Regions from separate parts of the Cricetulus griseus genome. Here all the other regions are linked to region 1. Evidence: chromatin contacts called from public Micro-C data. All regions are on one chromosome and are shown on one strand. The core of a region is the stretch at or near the end of the contact, and the rest is flanking DNA. Distances in the headings are between cores, read along the strand shown.

Evidence for each region. A called contact is a pair of places that touch in the nucleus more often than the background predicts.
Region 2: a Micro-C map of the CHO-K1 cell line shows a contact between it and region 1, with 8 times the contacts expected there. The contact joins the enhancer-like site here to the promoter of LOC100756748 in region 1. A contact is called at or near these places in 7 of 8 Hi-C or Micro-C datasets (the CHK-Q cell line, the CHO-K1 cell line, the CHO-S cell line and 2 more).
Region 3: a Micro-C map of the CHO-K1 cell line shows a contact between it and region 1, with 4 times the contacts expected there. The contact joins the enhancer-like site here to the promoter of LOC100756748 in region 1. A contact is called at or near these places in 3 of 8 Hi-C or Micro-C datasets (the CHO-K1 cell line and liver).

The regions. Positions count from the first base shown.
Region 1 is chr8:56,687,172-56,691,660 of CriGri-PICRH-1.0, reverse strand. LOC100756748 (cytochrome P450 26B1) reads right to left here and starts at 2,173. Exons shown (of 6, transcript XM_027428537.2): 1 at 1,217-2,173. The coding sequence starts at 1,420.
Region 2 is chr8:57,179,332-57,183,820 of CriGri-PICRH-1.0, reverse strand. Dysf (dysferlin) reads left to right here. Exons shown (of 55, transcript XM_027428547.2): 18 at 3,219-3,334; 19 at 3,658-3,771. Among named protein-coding and RNA genes, the nearest start is that of Dysf, 89 kb to the left of the region's middle. Within about 2 kb of position 2,325, at least 2 of the 6 cell types and tissues checked have open chromatin away from gene starts, as enhancers often do. A contact at or near this core is called in the CHO-K1 cell line and fibroblasts, where this site is marked.
Region 3 is chr8:56,965,222-56,969,710 of CriGri-PICRH-1.0, reverse strand. No RefSeq gene overlaps it. Among named protein-coding and RNA genes, the nearest start is that of Dysf, 300 kb to the left of the region's middle. Within about 2 kb of position 2,005, at least 1 of the 6 cell types and tissues checked has open chromatin away from gene starts, as enhancers often do.

The DNA.
Region 1 (4,489 bases), core at 924-3,423:
ACCCTCCATACGGGTCCCTCTCCTGTACCTCGGCCCCCCGACTGGGCGCGGTGGTGTGTGTGTGTGCGTGTGTGTGTGTGTGTGTGTGTGTGTGTGTGTGTGTGTGTGTGTGTGTGTTCACGCGCGCTGACTGCACGCGTCTATTAATTTCAAGCCAAGCTTTCGCACGTCTAAACCGATAGGTCCGCTGGCGTGCGCTCATCTTTCATTTCTCTTTTTGAGGAGTTGGGGTTGTCTGTTTAGGGATATTCCAGCTGCCTCTAAAGTCTCTGATCACCCGCCTGACAAACTCACCTCCCGCTGTTACCCCAGAGGTGCACCCCCCTCCAAAAAACCTGGGGTGTATCAAATTGCAAAAGCGATTGTCTAGCACTGGACGAGGTTAACTCCAGGTTAATCGGCCTGCTACTTACCTGGGTCTGGTCCTCAACAAGCCTGGCCCCAATTGTCGTCAGAGTGGAGTTGTGAGGCGTCCAGTTGCATAGGCACACTCTGGATTTCTTACATACCTCTCCCAGTTTCCCTCTGCTATACTGTCCCCACCCAATAAGCAAACAGACCCTTTTCCCCGAAAGCTGAGAGCTCTCAGCTCTCTTGCCTCGAATTTTCCCTTAGGTTACCTTTTTTTCCCTCTCCCTCCCACCACAACACACAGACACAGACGCGAGCGTACACACACACACACACACACACACACACACACACACACACACACACACACACACAGAGTTGTATGTGAGTAGCATCTTATACCAGCCCAATTACCTGAGCCGGATACACTGCAGGATGCTGCCCAGGTCTTACCATTCCAAGCTGCCACCGGCCCTCTCCTCCTTTACCTCTCAGCGTCTAGATAAATACCCAGGGCGCTAACACAGACTGGGGCTCAGAGACAGAGGCGAAAGCTAAGCAACGCCCCTCCAGACTTGCTCCGCAGACCTATTCGAGCACCCCTCCTTGGGCGCCCAAAACCCAGGCGCGTCACATTTGGGATCCCTCTCTGCTCACACCACCCCTACTCCCCACCTTCACCGGGAGCAGGAGGACTCCGAGCCGAGCTGCAGGCGAGCTGGGGAAACCCAGGCGGCGCCGATTGAGGCAGAGAAGGGGCGGGGCGGGAACCGGCGCGTCCCTCCGAGTGTCCGAGCTACCGGCGCCCCCTGGCCGGGTACCCGTGGCTAGCGGACTCTAGGAGCAGCTGGTCGAGTGCGCTTACCTGTAGCAACCAGTGGCCGGTCTCTCCGATGAGCGGGAATCCCATGGAGCCCTTGGGGATGGGCAGCTTGCAGCTCTTGTCGCGGGTAGCAGCCCAACGTAGCTGCCACAGCTGCTGCGACACCGCCAACAACAGCGTCACGGACACCAGGCACGCGGCGAGGGTGGCCAGCGCCGACACCAGCTCCAAGCCCTCAAAGAGCATGTTGGCGGCCGCTCGGGGGATTGGCTGTGCGGGCCGCGAAGGGGGAGGGGAGGGCCGGACCAGAGTGACGGGGGAGGGGAGGCTGCAGCCGGGGGTCCTGGCACCCCTCGGCGAAAACCAGGAGATAGGGCCGAGAGAAAGGCTGAGAGGTGGTCGAAGAGAGGGAGGAAAAAGATTTCCTGGAAGAAGAGAGAAGATACAAGGCGACTCTAGGTGTAACTTTGTTTGTTTGTTTGTTTGTTTGTCCCTTTATGCGGGCTTAGGGCTGCTCTGGGGAGGTGAGGTGGAGCTCAGTCAAGTTGGTGAGCTTGCTCTCCCCCCCAACCATCACACTAGAAAAACTTTGAAAAACTTTATCCACCAGGAGCCTCTCGGAAGCTCCTTCCCTGCTCAAAGCGAGGTGGGCAAAAATAAGGGGAACCGAGAGCTAGCGGAAATTGCGATCAATTTATCAAAAGTATCCCTTCAAAATTCCTAGGTGCATAAAAAGGAAAAAAAATAGGAATCCAAAATTCCAACGAACCCAGAAACTTTGGGGGCTTGGGAAAAGGCTCCCCAGATGAGGCGAGTGCAGAGGCTGGAGCGGCCGCGGCACCCAGAGGGCACCCAGAGGCGTGCGAGGCGGGCGCGTTGGCCTGAGCGCGAGTGCGGAGTCGGCGGGCCGCAGCCGGGAAGGGACGCAGCCGGCGACAGAGCCCCGGGCGGGCTCTGGGGCGGCGGCGGCGGGAGGAGGGGTGAGGCGGGGTGGGGTTGGGGGAGGAGGTGGAAAACCCGAGCCCGGCTATCTATCAATTAAGAAAAGGCAGTCTGTCCCGGGACGCAGTCTCTCGGCTCTGGAGTTGCTGTTGGGGGAAAGAAAAGAGAGGAGGGGGGAAAAAAAGAAAGAAAGAACGGCAAAAGAGGATAAAAGAGGGGGAAAGCAGAAGGCAGGACTTCAGGGATGGTGGTTTGAAAAGCGTCTCTCAATCTGATTTGATCCAAGGCAAGGCGATGCGTGTGTTTATATAGAGGCGGGAGGCGCGCCGTGGGCACACAGCCAGCACCCCCCCTGGGCGCGCTCACAAAGCGGGAGGCGTGGTGAGAGGCCGGCCGGCTGCCGAGCGTGTGAGCTCCCGCCGGCCTCCCGCCCAGCCGCCCCGCCCGCGGCCCGCCGGGGACCCACTTGTAGGCGCCTCCGGATCAAACTCAGTTCACCTCGCGCCTTCTTTTCCTTCTCGCCCGCGTCTCGCCGAGTCCAGCACCTACAGACAGATGAGATGAGACACACGCCCCAGAGCGCGTGCACACACAATCGCGCTCGCGCTCGCACACACACACCATACACATATACACCACATACCACACACACACACACACACACACACACACACACACACACACACACACACACACACACACACACACACACGACACACGAGCGCGCGCGGTGCGCACTGTCTTGGTGCCCATTTGGCTACTAAACTACTTCGCTCCCGCTTTTTCTCCCTCCTAGGTTCTCGAACCCGTCCTCCAGCTTCCAGCAGTCCCGTTGTAGAAGGTCCTTGTCAGACTGCCCCCCTCGACTGGGGGTTTTCAGAAGTCTCTATTGGTACCCCATCCCGCGGATTCCGCGGGAACCCCTGCAGACAGCAAGTACCACGTTTGTGTCATTCCCTTGCAACTGTCTCCAGCAGGGTCCTCATTCCTAATCTCCAAACCTCAGTTGTCAAGGTCCACTTGTTTCTTACCCTCCAAGGCGGGAGGGTCACCAGTCGCTGTGTTTGTCCCGGGCTACTGACGCTGAACTCCTCTCCGACACCTCCGAGGACCACCGCAGCCACCACCCCGCCGCCGCCGCCACACCCACCACCACCACACCACCCACCCACCCACCCACACACACACACACACACACACACACACACACACACACACACACGCACACACCGTATGTAGTTACAAGTCAGCAGCCTGCATTCCCTTAACTAACTGTAATACTGGTCCCAGAAATTGTCCAGTGCCTGAGACAAATGCGGTGGCCCCTGCAACTAGGAGGCCTGCATGTTTGAATGTTTGAATAATAAACATGTCTGTGAGTGTGGCCACCTCCTCAGAGCCGGCCACAGAGAACCCAGAGCGTGTGCCTGTGTGAGGTGTGATTGTGGCTCCAGGCTGCACCTGCATGTGCTCCCGCCTAGCGTCGACCCGACCGTGGTGGAGAGAAGTGGGTCTCCATACGTGTCTGGGTATCCATGGATCTGCCTGTTATATGGCCTCTCCTCAGCGCCTGGGACGGAGCTGTGCACAACACACCCGACATCTGCCTGAGCAGTGCGTGACTCTCCCTTTCCCGTGCCTCCGGTTTTTCCCCAGTCCTCTTGTCCTCTCGTTCCACTCCTACACTCCCGGAGCAAATAATAATAAAAATTCATTCTAGACACCCCAACTGTGGTTTAGGGTGCTGGACTTGCAAAGGAAATTAACCCACCCTACACTGTGAATCGTCCCCTGCATCAACAGTACTGGATCTGCTTTTGAGTTCACTAGTAGAAAATGCGCGAGATGCGTGCCTGTGTGCTGCTAGGAGAGCGGGGACGGACGGACTTGCAGAGCTCTTCCAGCCGGCTTAGGCTGCAAGCGCGAGGTCAGCTCACGCTCACTCTCTGCCCTGGAACCCCACCTGGTGGATAGTTGTAGTACTACATCTGCAGGGGACACTATCCCAGCTTCCCTTCCCTATCTTTTCCTAGCTGAACACCAGCTCCAAACAGCAAATTTGAAAGCTGTTTAAGGTTCAGATTAAGAACCCTTAGACTGCCCATCCCCACAGAACAGTGGGAACTTGGACATTAGGTTAGTTCTGTCAGGACTACTGTGGCCCCAGAAATAAAGAGCTGTGTCCACCTAGGAGACATTTTACTTTATAGGGTTGCTTGGCAGAGTTTGGTTGGGGAAGTAGTTTGGGGGGCCCTGCTGTCTTGAGGTACCCTAAGAATATTGCCAGGCTCCCAGAAGTATTGCCTTCCATTTTGCCTGATGAGACAGGCAAAATGACTTTAGGGAAAAAGCCACCAAACCAAAACCATAGGA
Region 2 (4,489 bases), core at 1,076-3,575, 490 kb before region 1:
CTTCTCCAGGGTACACACATGTCCCCAGGGACTGCCTGCTGAGCTGTGACTTGTGGCTGGCAGCCTGAGTCCCTTCCAGTTCACCCAGGTGAGGGAGCTGGGCTTCACTCTCACAGTGAAAACCTGGGCGTGTTCATTTGGGACTTGGGCTTCCTTGGGCCCAGTTCTCCACGCTCAGGGAAAACACAGCGAAACACTTGTGTTTTGGCAGAAAAGATGGCCAGGGCTAAATAGAGGCTTTGTGTGGGGTGGCTTCTCTGCTCACCCTGCCCTTGACTTTATGAGCTGTCTGCAGACACAGGGCCGAGAACCTGGGGTGAACCATGGCATCGGAGACTTGTGACGTGTTCTCAGTTGGGAAGCACTGGCTTAAGACGTCAGCAGGGCCATGCCAACGCCCACTATTATATCCACTTATGGTTCCTAAATGAACAAATATGCAATTGAGCAAGGAGGTCTGTGCCATTCTTCCAGCCACCAGCAGCAGGTGTTGGCTAGCTGGCTAGTGGGACTGGTGGAGAATTGTCTCTGATTGGCTGCCAGATTAAAAAGTCAGTCTCTGGCAAGAAGCACACAGGGTCACATCTCTGGCCCTGGCTTCATTAGTTAAAGATATCAGGCTCCTCCTGCTGAGCGTCATTTGGAAGGAGCTTAAAGTAGAATCTGGGGACCATGGCTATGCCTGTGCAGGTCACCCTGCCAGGCTGAGAGCTCTCCCATGCCAGGGACAACTCCTATAGGTAGGAAAATCTTCACAGGGCACAGTCTGTCACACCAATTCTTGCCAGCCAGTAGTGGGAGCTGAGGCTTGACTGCAGGGGTGTAAGGGCCAGCTCAGGGCCTTGCCCTCTTTGGGCCTTTGGCCTCACTTCTCCAGCCCTGCCTTTACCCACAGACTCCCATATCTGTAGCTTATTCTTCCTCCACACCCCTTTTGTGAGCCTTCCAGGGGTGTCCAACCTGCATTCCCTGGGCCATGTTGAATGAAGAATTTCCTTGGGCCACATTAAATCCAGGGTGTCCAAGCCACAGTCTTGGGGTTATGAGGGAACAAATACATTTATTTTGAATGAAACTGCAGAATGATAAGTCATTCTGGGTTGCATGTTTATAGAACGTCCTCTGGCAGCTCCTTGAACCCATTCTGAATCTGTGGGTAAAGAAGAGGGTTAAACATTTTATTACTATGCATGTGAATATATATGTGCTGTGCATGTGTGTGTGTGTGCATGTGCCAGTGGACAACATCTGTCTCTTATCTTCCCTGGGTCTGGCTGATGCTACAAGCCAGACCCAGGTGGCTTCTGTTGAGAAAAAAGTCTGTTGCAATACTAGAAACTCCCACCAGGTGGAGATGTTGTGCCTTGAATGGCCTTGGCTGAGTGCGCTGGGGCCCAAGTGTCAATCTGATGTTTGGAACCCAGGGTGTTTGTTTGTGCACAATGATTCTTTCGTGTTTCCCTTTTCATGTTTCTTCCTCTGTATCATTACTTCTAATTTACCTGCATATAATGTAGAAAAAGTACATTTTTTTCTGTGTGTTGTCTCTTGAGTATGTTGAATGGAGGTTCAGGTCACAGAGGTGCTGGGAGCTGGTGGGAGTTGGGGGGCAAGGTGTGTACCTTCCTTTGTTGTACACTCACAGTGTCTGTCTGCCAGCTCTCCATCCAGGCTCCTGTTCATGTAACCATTCTCCACCAAGCCACATCCATCCTAACCCCTTTCCATTTCTTTATGCTTCAGAGGAGCCGGCAGGTGTACTCAAGCCTCCGAAAGCCACTGACCGTACGTTGCTGTCATCTAGGGGACCATGAGGGGATGGGACCTTGGGGCTTCTGATGGAGGGGAATTTTCTGACTTTCATGAAGGGAACTGAGCTGCAGCCAGGCCCCTGGGTTGACCACTGGCAAGACTCAGCACCCGGGTAACTGATGCCTTGAGGCCAATTCCTCTAGCTCCCCCAGACCTTTCTAAGGCCAGTTCCTCTAGCTCCCCAGACCTTTCTAAGGCCAGTTCCTCTGGCTCCCCAGACCATTCTAAGGCCAGTTCCTCTAGCTCCCCCAGACCTTTCTAAGGCCAGTTCCTCTAGCTCCCCCAGACCTTTCTAAGGCCAGTTCCTCTAGCTCCCCAGACCATTTCTAAGGCCAGTTCCTCTGGCTACCCCAGACCATTTCTAAGCTTGTTGCCTCGTGAATGCTTCCACCATGGGGGACCATGGTGGGCCAGGGGAATTGTGAAGTATCTCAGTGATCTGGAGTTGGCTAGGGGAATGAGAAATGCTTGACACATGATTCACAAGGTAAACCATAACTGTGATGACTGACTCAGCAGTTAGTAGTGTTCCTCCGAGTCCCGTCATCCCATGGCCTCCCCCTTTGCCAAGTTCTGTCTGCTCTGAGGGCTGGAGGAGGAAATATGTGGAAAGGTGATGGGCAGGCTAGCTCCAGCTGCCCACACCTCCCTGCACTGTCTCAGTGGCATGGCTTAGAGTGTACAGCCACATGGCCCGCTGAAGAGGTCTCCGTGGAAGCTCTTTTCTCCCTGTGTCTGACCTGGCTCGTCCTTGTGTGGACAGAGACACACAGACAGCCCTGATGATGGTTCTACCTTGAGCATTTTGGAAGTGTCCTGTGAAAGGGACAACCTGCCTTTGCAGGGTTTCAGGGTCTGGCCAGGGAGGTCTTGTCCCTGGAAGGGCAGCTGTGACATTATCAAGAGAACATCTCCCGGAAGGTGGGGATGATGGGATGGGACCGATTGCCTTATTCATCCACCAACTCCCCACTGCCACAATAAGTGTGTATGTGTGTGTGTGTGTTGGGGGGGATCCCTGGGACATGACTTCTTTTCACCTGACTCTGGGTTCACCCCCTGACCTGAGAGGGGAAGGCTTGAGCCCCAGCCTGTGTGCAGACAGCTGAGTGTGTTGCACTACTTGGGTTCTTGCTATCCTGTGGTCAGTCACATCTCTGAGCCTCAGTTTCCTCATCTGTGAAGTAGGACTAATAACATAATAGAAATAGCCTCATTCCAGCATACTGCGGACTCACGAGAGAGTGGAGTTGGCTACACCATTGCTAGTGTATTAGTAATTATACATGTGCAGGGCCCACATTTGGTGCATGTGGGGGAAACTGAGGACCAGACTGAAGGTGTCTGGGTTAAACCCTAGAAAGATCTACAGGGCCACCTCTCTGATACCTGCTTGTGTCTTCCAGTGGATGACAACTTGGGCTTTCTTCCCACCTTTGGACCCTGCTATGTGAACCTCTATGGCAGCCCCCGGGAGTTCACGGGCTTCCCAGACCCATATGCAGAACTCAACACAGGGAAGGTGAGCAGCTACATGTATCCCGAGGGTCTCCAGGCCAGCCTGCCGGTGTCTGGGCCCAGATGATATTCTGTGGGCCTTATGAGGCCTGGACAGACCCCTCAGAGTGCCTCCTTTGTTAGGCCTTTGGGCTTCTTTCTCCTGGGCCAGTTGGACCTGTCCACTGTCTCCATCCCGAGGCACCTAGGCCTCTCAGTTTTCATCCCTGTGGACTGGGTTGGAGGACTGATACACCCCTATTCTGTAGGGGTGAATTACAGTATGTTGTTACGTGTTGTGCCCCCCATCCCTCACCCCTTTACTGGTGACCCAACTTTCTCTTTCAGGGAGAAGGTGTGGCTTACCGAGGCAGGCTTCTGCTGTCTCTGGAGACCAAACTGGTGGAGCACAGTGAGCAGAAGGTGGAAGACCTTCCGGCTGATGATATCCTGCGTGTGGAGGTGAGGACATTGCTCTGGGAGACAGCGGGTCCCTGTTGGGAGTAGGAACAAGGTAGCTAAGGACCGTGGTAGAGGGCCTTCTTCAGTTCTGACCCATGTTTACTATGGCGGTACTCTCAGCTGTAGGGTGGGGATATGTAATAGTCCACCTCAGGGAGGCTTTGGGGTTTAAGGGAGCTAAATGAAAGTAGTATAGAAACTTAGAGCTTGATACAAAGTGAAATGCCATTTTCTGAGGATTCTGTGGGAACAGCTAGCCATGATTGGTTCGACACAATTTACAACTGACCTCTTCAAATCCAGCATGCCACAAGGTAGCTGTTGTTAACTCCATGTACTAAGGCCCAGAAATATCAGAGCAATGCACGGTCTCCAGGGTCATTTGGACACTGTAGTTAGTTACCTCTGGTTTCCATGCTGGCCTTCCTACCTGCCAGTTGCCTCAGTTTCCCTGTCTGTAGTCACATTTACCTTAGGAGACAGTGATGAAAAGAGACGTGACGCAGGCATACAGTAAGCATACAGTAAGACTTGTATGCACACAGTAGGCACATAGTGTTATCTGCCATCACTATTCATAAGCTCAAAAACTCCAATTTTTCAGCTCCTTTCTCCTCAGCTTTCCAAGGAAGTGACTATAATATTATGTTGTTTCATGTCAAGACACATGACTGTTTTACATTGTCTCAGTCCTGTGTCTTGGGCTTGAAGGGCCCAA
Region 3 (4,489 bases), core at 756-3,255, 280 kb before region 1:
GTGTACAGTCAGTAATGGGAACACAATGTTGGTTTGCCTGGGCCATGTCAACACAGCCCCGAGACTGGGTGGACCCACAATGGAATTTTGCATGACTGAGAAATTCCCTCATTGAAAGACAACTCTTCCAGCCTCCATCACACACCTGCTAGTTGATCGCAGGTTCATAATCGTCATCTATGCTGGTGTTACAGGCCAAGCAAAGCAGTCACATCAGGTCATCTCCAAAGGCAGGTCTCCCAGGGTCCCTTTGAGCCCCCTGGTGGTCACTGCAAAGCTGTGCCGTCATCTTCAAGACTTCTTTTCAGTGGAAAAGGCCAGTGTCCTTTCTTGTCAACTCTATTACTACCAAAGGCCTCTTTGAATTTTCTTGTGTGGCTCACCAGGCCACCAGGCATAAGGCAATGGTCAAGGTCAAGGTCTACCCCCTCTGTCTGTCTGCAAGGACGTTTGGTGGGCATCTCTTCTTATACATTCTCACCCTAGCTTGCTTGGCCCTGGTGAGAACACAAATTGCAGTTAAGGGCTCAGCTGAGATGGTCTCCTTCTCACCAAGGCCCTAGGGAGGAAGGACCACAGACCAAGACAGACCAGAACTGTGGGGAGCAGGAGACATTATCTTCTCCTAATCATAGGGTAGTAGTTCCTCCTGCCGTCTAACCCATTGGCCTAGCCCAAGAGTAGTCTACTCTGAGATGAAAGAGATGAGGCCTTTACTGTGACAGGGAGATGGGGAGAAATGCACCTCCCTGTGTCTTAGATGGGTACATGGCTACTCTTGAGTCCTCTGCCTAGCAATGAAGGCTTTGTGGGGGTGAGGACCCTGTATCATTTCCATCAATAGCCACTCTCAGCTCTAATACATCCCAAAGGCACTCAATCATGAGACAAGGGAACTCTGGCTGTCCAGAGCTTCTTAAGCCTAGCCCCTCCCCGCCCAGGTCATGGCCTCCAGCCTTCCATCAAGTTCTGTGTCCTGCCACACCACAGACAACCAAAAGCATGGACTTGTCTCAAGGCTTATGCAGGGAACAGCCCTACATGGATTCAGTTTAGGCTTTGGTCCTTCAGTGGTCTGTGGGCCTGTCTATCTACTCTGTTCCACACAACCTCCCAAGCCAGAGCTAAAACCTTTGGGCTTCCTCTCCAGCCCTCCATCAGCCACCCAAAAGTCCCATAATTTATAGACTCAAGGCAGTTTAAGTCCATATGGAGAGAGCCACATTCTTCCCAAAGATCTGCTTTAGTCCAGGGAGGGAAGAAGGGAGATAGATGAGAGAGAGAGAGAGAGAGAGAGAGAGAGAGAGAGAGAGAGAGAGAGAGAGAGAGAGAGAGATACCCCTGGGAAGGATAATGGGGATGGGGATAGTGTTTTGTATAGTCAAGTTGGAATGTGAGAGGTAGCTAGCTGTCCCCAAGGATAGAAGGTATACCTCAGGACAAATGGCTCCTAGTTTATATTTTCCCAAGGTGGTTTTCCCAGAACAAAGGGACTTCTTTCATTTATTTTCTCCTTACAAATTCAAGCCATCTTCTCCAGGTATCTCTGAAAAGTTTAAGGTGTTTTTATTTTACTCCACCCCCCACCCATGATCTAGTTTAACTGTTCGGGTAATCCAGGGAAGATGAAGGATCCCCACCCCCATGTCATAAACGAAGAAACCAAGATTTATGGGGGTTGTATGTCACCTCTCCACTAATGATGACAGAAGGATGCAGAGCTAGATCTGCCCCCTGCACCATCAGGTGTGAGGGGGTGCAGCAAGGGAACCCCGTGAGGATAGGGAAGCTGAAGAGCAAGTGTCTTCTGGGGCTTCCCAGGCCAAGCCAGAATGCACTGGGATGGGAGGAGTTAAGTGCCACACTGCAGAGACAAAGTCATTCCAACCCCCCTTCCTTTTCCACTCGGTTGACCTTTAAATTACGGCATCAGCTGCCGTGCCAGACACACTGTGATTTCCCTCACTCCATCTGCCGCGCCTTTCCCCTGGCACAGTTTCTGCTCTCCCTCCCTCCTCCAAGTCTCTCCTTCCCATTCCTCTGCCCCAAAACTGCCTCTCTCTGAGTCCCATTCACAAAATCCCAGCCTTGCAGGCAGGCCTTGCCACAGGTGGCATCTGAGCATTGCCAGGCTGGTGTTCCTGGTCTATCTACTGCCTCTGCTCATTGAGAACCTCTGGCCAGGCTACCCCAACCCCTCCCTGTCTAAAATACACTTTCCAGGGACCTCTCCTTTTGTTGCTCTTGGGGACCATTGCTGTTTCCAGTTTGCCTCTGCAGTCTCCAGCAAAGATCTTGGCCCTATTTAATGCTCACCTCCATTTGATTCAAGCCCTAAATTCTCTCTCTCTCTCTCTCTCTCTCTCTCTCTCTCTGTGTGTGTGTGTGTGTGTATGTGTGTGTGTATGTGTTTATATGTGTATATGTGTGTGGTGTACTTTTGCCATGACTGTAGAACATAGCAGACATTAAATCTTATTGGTTTAATTTTCTTTCAGATAATAGTACAGGCTTTGATTTTTTTTTTAAAGAAAAAGCTATGGAAAAAGTGTTAAAGAAAAGTGGAACATTAATCAAGGGACTCTGATGAAAGGAATGAAAGTGTTTCCCTAAGAGCCCAGCATGTGCAGCAGCTGTGTGTGGATATTTAAATGACATTTTTCATATGCTGCTGTAAAAAAAAAAATCGCTTTGAGTCGATTCTGGAAATATATTCCAATTTGCTACAATGCCAGTGGTTTTAAAATTATTTAGAAATAAAATGTGTTTATGATTTCGGCTGTACTCTGTGTATTTGTCGGCTTCAGGCCTCTTTCCTGGGAGGAGGGCCTCACTGATTTCTCAGAAACCCAGGCTTGTAGGACAGGAGCTGGGAGACTGGGGGTTCTAGTGACAAAGGCTGTGTTTTATTTTTCCCATGGCCTTTGACTTGGCACATCCTCCTGCCCTAGAGGTTTCAACAGAGCACATTCAGGTGAGAAGGAAAAGGTGACAAGGGTGTCAATATGCATGCCTTTAATCCTAGCACTCAGGAGGCAGAGGCAGGCAGATCTCTGTGAGTTCGAGACCTGCTTGTTCTACAAGAGCTAGTTCCAGGACAGCCTCCAAAGTCATAGAGAAACCTAGTCTCAAAAAACAAAAACAAAAACATAACAAAAAACAAAAAATAAAGTTTGGGTTTTGTTTTGAGGGGGGGGAGGATTTGCTTATAGTCCTAACTCTATAAGTAGACCAGGCTAACCCTGTATTTGGAGTGCTCCTCCCACAACTGTCTCCTGAGTTCTGGGATGGCAGGTATGTCCCACCATGCCTGGGTAGTGAAATCTTTTCAAAAGATGTGATTTAGGTTGTAAATGAGAGTGGAATGCAGGCAGGAGACTCTTGGATTCCCTTAGAAGTCTAGTTTTGAGAGAATGAATCTCTGAGCCAGAAGCTCCTTCCAGGCTCCCTAATGTGAGACTATGAGTCCCACATGGGTTGTAAAGACCAAGTCTCAGCTCGCATTTGGAGACAGCTGGGCTGGGAACTCCCTAGAGTGTGCCCTTGTGCCTTCTTCCCCGGGATCCCTTTCTTAGGCCTGCTAGAACTTTCTAAGTTTCTGCTCTCGGGAAGGCCGGCTTCTCCCTCTTGATCCAGCCGTCTTCGGGAATTTTGGCAAGACAAATGCCAGGGAAAGGAGACGTCTGGAGAGTGCGTACTAAGGTTCTCCGGCACTGGGTCTTCTGACCACAGGTGAGGCCAGGCAGCAGAGCGGAGTCTCTTGGATAGGATTCCATACAGGAGGGACCCTTGCAGACCTCCCTTAGGCTCAGGAAGACAAATGTCTTGTGGGACTTCCTGTCCTTCCCCGAGGCTGCATGGCCCCAAGGTTCCCTAGACCAGCCCTGGGCCCTGCTCGACAACTGGTCTTGTCCCCACTGACCAGTGGGGGGCACACTATCCTCAGTTTTCTATTTCTGCTGGGCTTGTCATTTGGACCTGGAGGGAAGGACTGGGTGCTGTGTCCCTGTCTCTTCCAAAGGAGTCCTTAGGGCTGCGGTGGGACATGCCCAATTTGACAGTCTGCCTAGGCATTTCCAAGGCTCCACACCCTTGCTTGCTCTTCCCAAGAGAAGACATTTCTGAGGAAAATGTAGTCTGGAGGAGGGGAGACATCTCTTCAGATGGAGACAGACATCTCCCCCACCCCATACACACACCTGCCCCTTTCCTTCTAACCTTACTCTCTCCTTATCTCACATGCTCTGGTCCACACCACTGTCTACCAGGACCCGACCTCCAAGTCTCTGCCCTGGTAAGAATCCCTTTTTAGACCCAACTAAAGCTCTCTCTTTCTGTACTCCCAGCCCTAGGAAATTTCCCAGCTGAAAATGGGGGAGAAGCATCTCCAGTGTGCTTCTGTCCAGGACTGCCCCTCTTCTGAGGGGGGTGGGTTGTTGTTAAGGGAGGGCTGGGAGCAGGAGGGATTCACAGACGGTTCTGCGAGCCC